Regions from separate parts of the Mus musculus genome. Here region 1 is linked to region 2. Evidence: chromatin contacts called from public Hi-C data. All regions are on one chromosome and are shown on one strand. The core of a region is the stretch at or near the end of the contact, and the rest is flanking DNA. Distances in the headings are between cores, read along the strand shown. Region 1 holds the start of Cdc42bpa (CDC42 binding protein kinase alpha). Region 2 has its middle 37 kb from the start of Cdc42bpa.

Region 1 (3,988 bases), core at 1,210-3,709, 37 kb before region 2:
TAAAAAGGTAAGACATGAAATTATTAATAAGAATAAAGATGATTTTGGACTGGGGATTGAACTGAATTCCCAGCACTATATAATCTGCACATGGTAATGCACAATACTGCCAGCACTGTAAAGATAGAGGGGGATGGGCCAAGGTTCAAGGCCAGTCTCAGTTACACAGAAACTTCAAGAGTGACATAAAACCCTCTCTCTGAAAAAATAAAAAAACATAGTGAATGTAGCCAAACACTTGATCTTTGTTTTACTTTTTAGTATAAGTAAATATGTATGTATGTGTTTGCAAAGTGTCTTCATAAACAGAGAAAAAAAATCCAAGAAAGGATGCTAAATGGAAGATACAGAGATTATTTTAATAAGATGGCAAAATACCCCATAGCATAAAACTACCACACATCAGGAAGCCATGAAAATGCATTTTCACTTATATAATACACTATTTTAAATTATATTTGCCACTGCTATGTACAAAGAGTTCTCCTACCGTTTTGCAAATGAAAAGGATATTAAATGACAATCATAATCACAGACTACAGTATCACTATGAAGCTGTAACTGAAGGACTCAAATTCCAACTCTAAAAGTACTGAAACCTTTTAAGTCTTCAAAAAAAGAAACACCACAGAATTCCTAAGTTTATGAAACACAGGGTGTAAGATTCCATATGCTTCATAAAATATTGTATCCTGCACATAAAAAGGCAGGTAAATGCAAAGTCAGTGCCAACATAAAAATTACCTACTCTCAAGCGAGAAGTTGCCTGACAACTGATTTAAGATTCCTTACATTCCCAGCACGCTGATGGCAAACTGCTTTGTGAAATCATCCCATGCACATTTGTACATTTTCTTTTAAACCCTGAAACATCGTGCTACTAGCAATCACTCATCTAATACTGGAAAACTGGAGAATTCAAATTGCTTCATGTTAGCATTCTTAAAGTGGGAGTTGACTTGAGAAACAAATTTTGAATGAATTTGAAAACAGAAACAACAACGGCCACTTAAATTTTTTACTTCAGAAAAATTAAGGTTTACTTGGGAATAAAGATCGTCGATATAAAAATCATTTAGCTAGCTAAAAGTATTTCAACAGCTCAAAATTCTAAATGGCCTAAATCCTTCCAGAGCTATGGTACCACTCTCTACCAGCCTGGGCAGTGATGGCCACTGCTGGATGTCAGACTTCCCTCACACGAGTGAGTGACATCAGAGGCTCCTGGAGTTCAGACAAGCCTTGAAGGTCACATGCAGAGTTTGCCCGCATCACTGATCTAGTCCACTACTATAGGTCACCTGGGTCACATCTAGCCAGTATAGACACAAATTCAATTTAGAATAAAATCTAAGGCAGGTGGAGCTGCCTCCAAACATCCTCCAACTACATCTTTTTACACACACACATACACATAATTTCTATTATTTCTCAGGAACCTAGTGATTTTTGGAAAGTCCATGTTTAGTACTTTCCTTTGCCAGTGCTATCCAGAGATGAGACTAAACCCCCTGATCACCACCTCCACATTCCTGTTGTCCTAAAATTAACACAGGGACTTCAGCATCTCCTCAAATCTCCTGTGATTTTCAAAGACTGGGAAGGAATGTTCCAACCAACAAATACCCTCCCACTGAACGGTTGTGACAACTGTGCTCAATAATCCAATTCTGCCAATCCCAGCCTTCCTTCTGAAGCTCCTGCTGCTGCCCGCCCCCCCCCCCCCCCAGACGCAGTGAGTTCACAAACAGCAAGGCCAAACAACCAGGCAACAACTAAGTGGCACCGCTTTGCCCTGGCAAACAGTTAAGAAAAACTAGGAGAGAGAAGTCTTGACTAATAGGCGTTTGTTCTGTTGTTAAGGCTATACACATCATTTTCACTATAGTTAATAATGCTCACGCCCAGCAACGCATTAGAAGAAAACTTACCCCATTCTAGATATTCAAGAATGTTCTTCTCTCTTCTCAATGGAGAATTATTGCATTCATCGTAAAGACAGATGAGGATGTCCAGTAGCGTCTCCACACTGAAGCACTGCCCATTGGTCTGAGCTGGCCCATCTAAAATAAACTGCTCCAACTGCCTCAAACGCACTTCTCCGGACATGTTTGCTTCGATTTCTGCTGGTTTTCTTTTAAATGCCCTTACGATGTCTACTGTTACTATCTGAACCTAAAAGTTTAAAGATGTGGTTTTTAAAAATAAACCACTTGTTATTTCAACAACTGTCATGCAATGCCGGTGCTGAATTAAACATCCAATACACCAGTCACCTCACTTAACGGAAGCGTCTCCAATTTCACCCATAAACATATATATCTTGAGGGTGAGTTTCCATAAAATATAGATTTAATATTTTAAGAGAATAATACAATTAAATTGTACATTTAAATAAAATAATAATTAAAAGTACAACGAACTAAAGAGTCAACACTCCTTAAAAAAAAAAAAAAAAACTCCTTCATTCAAAATTCAATTCGTGCAACATAATCCTGAAACGAATCCAGTTGCATCATTAATGAATAAAGTCCCCTTGGCATCAGCAATTCACTTCCCGGGAAGAAGAAAAATTGAAAAAGGAGGAGGGGGCAACGTATGGAGGGGGAGGGAAAGCCAAAAATTCTGCAAATGCTCCCAACCTCCACTCGGATAGCGCCTGGGCGAGTCCTCCGCGGCAAAGGGAGGGCAGCTGCCGGAGCAGTTCTCCCGGCTCGGCTCGGAGCACGCCGAGCCTCCGCTCCGAGCTCTTTCTTCCTAGGGCTTTGCAGCGAGTCTTGCTTCCAGCGGACTGCGGCGAGGACGCGTCATCTTCCTCCCGGCTTCTCCCGGGGCCTGGCCGGCGGCGCAGCCGGGATGAGGCGGGCTGCGGGCGGCTCTCGCGCCGGGCTCCGGGGGCGGCGGCTACTTGGCCGCGCGAGCCCGCTCCATGCCGGAGGCCGCTGGCGGGCCGCGCCGTGCCGCCGGGCGCAGCGCCCGGGCTCCCGCTCGCGCCCTGCGGCCGCCGCCGCCGCCGCCCCTCGGCGAGGGGCTGCGCTGACGAATTCAGAGGACGCGGGCGGCAGCCGCGGTTCGGGCGGCGACTCGAGTCCCTTCTTCCCAGCCTTGGGCTGAGGGCATCTTTCCCGACGGACGCAGGCGGCTGAGGCGCGGGAGGAGGGGGCGCTGCCGCCGCTGAGGAGACCTGAGGCTGCCGCAGCCCGGCTCCCAACCACTCCCTTCCTCCTCTGCCCGCCTCCCCCGCCCGCCCTCCCGCCCGCGCCGCTCGCGCCCGCGCCGCCCGCGCCCGCGCCCTAGGCTCCCCGAGGCCGCTCCCGGCGCCGCGGCGCGCAGGCGGAGGCTCGCGGACCGTCCGGATCCAAAATGGCGGCGCGCCCCGCCCCCCGACCCCGCTGGAAGCGGCGCGCTGCGGCCCAGCCGAGCCCGAGCCCCGGGGGAGGGGGATCGCCTCGGCCCGCGGCGCTGCGGCTGCCGCAGCCAGGGAAGCGGGGTCCCCCGGGGCGACTCGGGTGTGGAACGGGTTGGCTCGGTGAGGCACGGGCTGGGAACTGCGCCACGGTGCCTCGCCGCCGCCCGGGGTCCCCGCGGTGACCACCCCCCAGCCGGCCTTCTTCCTCCACTTCTGCGGAGATGCCGTCGGTCCCGCAAGGGTACCCTCGGCTTCCAACCGCTCTAAGACAAGACAGCCGCTCCAGACGCTGTTTACCTGCCCACCCTGCCCCCATTCGGCTTTCCCACGCCCCAGACTCCTAATTTCCGGTGTTCCTAATCCACAGCGTTTGTGTCACTCCCCCAGGATGGAAAAATAATAAGAGACTGGTCTGCTTCACCATCCCTGTCGTGCATGCGGGATCTCAAAGGAGAGGGATTCCCGTTTCTGTTTCCCAAAGTTTCCCCCAATGTGAAGCCTGGCATGTTTTCCTCCAGAAATATCCTAGATCATGCCTGTTATTCTTCACCCAAGGTGACAAGCTCCCCTGGGGATTCA
Region 2 (4,257 bases), core at 1,220-3,719:
TAAACAACAAATAATTTTTAGTACAAATATACCCAAAGGCCCTTGGGAGTATTTATTCTCATATATCTTATTTAGCAATCCTATTCATTCTTCAAATATTTTTTGGGCATCTACCCTATGATAGTGATACTGAGAACTGTATTAGTACACAATGAATAAAATAACTCCAAATTCCTGCTCCCGTTGAGTTTACACTCTAGTGGAGGGAGTTGGGCCATAAATAATCAGGCCATTAAAACATAAATAGATACCCCATGAAGGAGAATAAAGTGGGGGCAGACTGGGGAAGAGAAAGGGTTGGTGTGAGTGGGCATCACTGTTTAACAGGGATCTCACTAAAACAGAGAAATTTAGAAGAACCCTGGAAGAGATGCAAGGAAGATTAGGGGAGGGCATGTTCCAGGGTGGACTTCAAAGCAAACTCCCTGAGACAGAGACACAGTTGGCATGTTAGGGTCTATTGAGGAAGCCAGCATAGCTGGAGAATAGTGACCAGGACAGGTATCAGGTATCGAGGAAACAAAGTCAGAGGCGGCCACTATAGAGGCTTCTGTATTGATTCTGGAGAAGACAGGGCAGACATGAGATGGCATTTCAGATTTTAGTAAGCTCAATACTCAGTTAACATATTTGTTAAATTGGTAACGTCTATGCTGAAAACTGACTCACTCTGTGGGGACAAGCAGGCCGGGTAGAAACAAGAGGACCGGGCCGCCGCAGCCATCTTCCAGTAACTCGCCAAAATGACGAACACAAAGGGAAAGAGGAGAGGTACCCGGTACGTGTTCTCTAGGCCTTTTAGGAAACATGGCGTTGTTCCTTTGGCCACATACATGCGAATCTACAAGAAGGGTGATATTGTAGACATCAAGGGAATGGGCACTGTTCAAAAAGGAATGCCCCATAAGTTCTACCACGGCAAAACCGGAAGAGTCTACAATGTCACCCAGCATGCCGTGGAAGGGCAAAATTCTGGCCAAGTGGATCAATGTGCGGATTGAGCACATCAAGCACTCAAAGAGCAGAGACAGCTTCCTGAAGCGGGTGAAGGAGAACGACCAGAAGAAAAAGGAAGCCAAAGAGAAGGGCACCTGGGTGCAGCTGAAGCGCCAGCCTGTGCCACCCAGAGAAGCACACTTTGTGAGGACTAACGGAAAAGAGCCTGAGCTGTTGGAGCCCATTCCATACGAATTCATGGCCTAATGTACACAAAGAAATAAAATACCAGCTCCAGAAAAAAAAAAAAAAAAGAAAAAAAAAAGAAACAAGAGGACCAATCATGAGGTCAACATGACAGCCCCAAAAGGAAACAATAACACCTGATGGCTGGTCGCTGGCACCGCAGCTGTAGAGACAAGGCTGGCAAGGGGCTAGGTCCTAAGCTGTAGACGTATATACAGCTGGTAAGACTGGTTGATGATTATATGTGGAGTGTACTATAATTTAGATGTGAAATATTCCCCAAAGCTCTATCCCTAGCCTGCTATTAGAAGGTGGTAGAATGGTTAAGAAGTAACACCTATCTGGGAGATCTTGGATGACTAGGGTGAGCAATTGAGAGATAGATTACTATCCCAGCCCACCCAACCCCAGTGTCTCCCTGTGTCACTTAGGCTAGTCTCTAATTCTTGGACCATATCCTCCCTCACCAGCCGGGTAACTAGTACCACAGACACCAGCCACAATTCAGTGTCCACCCTGATTCATTCTCTACTGAATAAGGGAGGAAGATGGAGACAGAGAGACTGACACAGACCTGGAGAATAGAAAAACAATGCTTTCAAGGAGTTTGGTTATAAAATACGAATGATCCCATAAAATTCAAAAGAAAACAATGGCATTTAAAATAAGGGTAAGAAGGCCTGGGCAAAGCCCAGGAGCAAGGGAACACAAAGGAACCGGGCACAAATGTGGAAACTGCAGCCCAGGTCAGGAGCACAGAAAGCACCACATTCAGAGCCAAGGTGAACTTGCAGACAGTGAAGTGGGAGGTGGGCAGGAACTATGGGAGGAGCCATCTCGAAGCACAATCCTGTAGTTGGAAGTAAGGAAGAAGAAAGGAATGAACCTGTTCAAACGCTGGAGAGGGGCGGAATAAAGTTGTCAGGGAGGGGAGTGCAGCGTCCTGTGAAGGGATGGGAGAGCCAGACAGGCCTCCAGCTGCTTGGGTTCTAAATCCCAACCAACACAGCCTGGTTGTATTGTTTTTCTTCAACTGCTCTCAGCTGTCCCAATGCAGGCAAGGAGTAGGCTGGAAACTGGATAGAAACCGGACTGGAATTCTGGCAAGGAAGTGCATCAAAGTGAGAAATAAGCCAGGCTGGCTAATGTGTGGGCCGGGGAATGTTTACAGTGACTGCCCAAGAACTCTAAATGGGGCAGAGAGAAATGAGGACAGCAGGGGGCGGGGGACAATGGACAGGTGCTGGGATTCAGGGTCCTGTGGGGGTAGAAATTTCTAGATTGGTGGGAGAGCGGAAGTAGGTGGGTAGGAGAGCAGAAGTGAAAAGCTGTCACTCTGGAGGACCCTGGAGAGAGTCTGTGGAAGGCTTGGGCTTCTCCGTGCCTCGCTGAAACAGTGGGAATCTCTACAAGCAAGGAAAACACAGTGTGCAGAGGCCTGAGAGCTGGGGGCTTCTGTGCACATCCAGACACCAGCAACAGTTGCACGCTGGAGAGGGTGACAAAGAGCCACTGTGTCCATTTCCTATTGTTGCTCTATCACGCCACCACAACTTTAGCAGCTCAACACAATACAAATGGATTCTCTTCTCACAGTCTCAAGGATCAGGGGTCAATTTAGTCTTACTAGTATTCAAAGTGCCAGCAGGATAGTTTTCAGTGGCAGAGCTTTCTGCCTATGTCCAACCCCAGGCACTGCCCTTTCCCTTCGTCCCAAGCTCCTTCTCCACAATGGTATCATCCCATCTTTTGCTTCTGTGGTGGTTTGAACAGGTATGCCCCCCACCCCCATAGACTCATGTGTTTGAATCTTGGCCAATAGGGAGTGGCATCATTAGAAGGTGTGGCTTGTTGGAGTAGGTGTGGCCTTGTTGGAGAAAGTGTGTCACTGTGGGGGTGAGCTTTGAAGTCTCCTATGCTCAAGCTACACCCAGTGTGACACACAGCCTCCTTCTGCTGCCTGCAGATGGAGATGCAGAACCCTGAGCTCCTCCCGCACCACGTCTGCCTGCACACTGCCATGCTTCCTGCCATAATGGTAATGAACTAAACCTCTGAAACTACAGGCCAGCCTCACTTAAATGTTTTCCATTATAGCAGTTGCCTTGGTCATGGTTTCTCTTCACAGCAATGAAACCCTAACTAAGGCAGCCTCTGTTCAGCCTCCCCACCGGCTCTAACACCTTTATAGATTACATTGGCCCCACATAGATAATACTTCCCACTCAATACTCTTTGCAAAGTCTCCCTTGCCACCTACATGTTCTCAGGTCCTGGAAATTACGGTATGGACTTCTTTGGAGGGCCATTCTTCTGCCTACCTCAATCTATTTGAAGACTCTCCGCATCTGGCTGTGTCAATCTCACTTCATCTCAGACTGAATTTATAAGATCCCCATATATTATGCCTTCTTTGAGTCTTTATTGGGGTAAATTTGGGGTTAATTTGCTATTACAAAAGATTTGATGTCCTATTCAATTCTGTTGTTATTGTTTTGTTTTTGTTGTTGAGAGAGGGTCTATTTCATATCTAAGCTAACCTCATACTCACTGTGTACTTGGACTGACCTTGAACTCAAAGCAATCTTCTTGCTTCAGTTGCTTGAGTGCTTGGATTGCAGGCATGTACAGTAAGCCCTATCTGGCTTCCTGAAGATACTAAGTCAGTATGACATAGGTATCTCTTCTAATCTTCATACTCATCCCCCAGATATTTGAAACCAATGGCTAGACTTTTGCTTGTTACATATTTTTTAAATATCCACCAGCTACACGTATTCACTCAAGAGCACTTAGATATAAAAGTTGTCAGTGTCTCTGCCAAGGGTTATATATCTCCAGGGAATTTGCGTGAGTTTTAAAGGAAAATATCAACCATCTCTGGGTCAACCAACCATTAGAGAATGAAATAATGCACAAGTAGTTGTAGAAAGTCTCAAATCCATACAAAGCAGTCTGGCAAAGCAATAAATAACACTGACTATAAAAATAAACTGTGTGGGACTGGGGAGTAGATTAGTTGGTGGAGTGTTTGCTGGCATACATGAAGTTTTGGGTTCAATTCTCATTACTAGG

Evidence for each region. Hi-C and Micro-C count contacts between places; a contact is called where the count stands out from the background.
Region 1: a Hi-C map of cortical glia shows a contact between it and region 2, with 1.5 times the contacts expected there. The contact joins the promoter of Cdc42bpa here to the enhancer-like site in region 2. A contact is called at or near these places in 1 of 39 promoter capture datasets (3T3-L1-derived adipocytes), 10 of 484 Hi-C or Micro-C datasets (the HL-1 cell line, the MNK3 cell line, the N1E-115 cell line and 7 more), 5 of 115 datasets of contacts at active chromatin or transcription factors (embryonic stem cells, neural progenitor cells and pancreatic cancer cells) and 3 of 9 other capture datasets (adipose tissue, liver and pancreatic islet).

What each region holds. Positions count from the first base shown.
Region 1 is chr1:179,959,231-179,963,218 of GRCm38.p6, reverse strand. It overlaps Cdc42bpa (CDC42 binding protein kinase alpha), which reads right to left and starts at 2,459. Exons shown (of 37, transcript NM_001359541.1): 1 at 1,932-2,459. The coding sequence starts at 2,109.
Region 2 is chr1:179,921,898-179,926,154 of GRCm38.p6, reverse strand. No RefSeq gene overlaps it. Among named protein-coding and RNA genes, the nearest start is that of Cdc42bpa, 37 kb to the left of the region's middle. Within about 2 kb of position 2,469, at least 15 of the 459 cell types and tissues checked have an H3K27ac peak or open chromatin away from gene starts, as enhancers often do. A contact at or near this core is called in the N1E-115 cell line, cerebral cortex, cortical glia and 1 more, where this site is marked.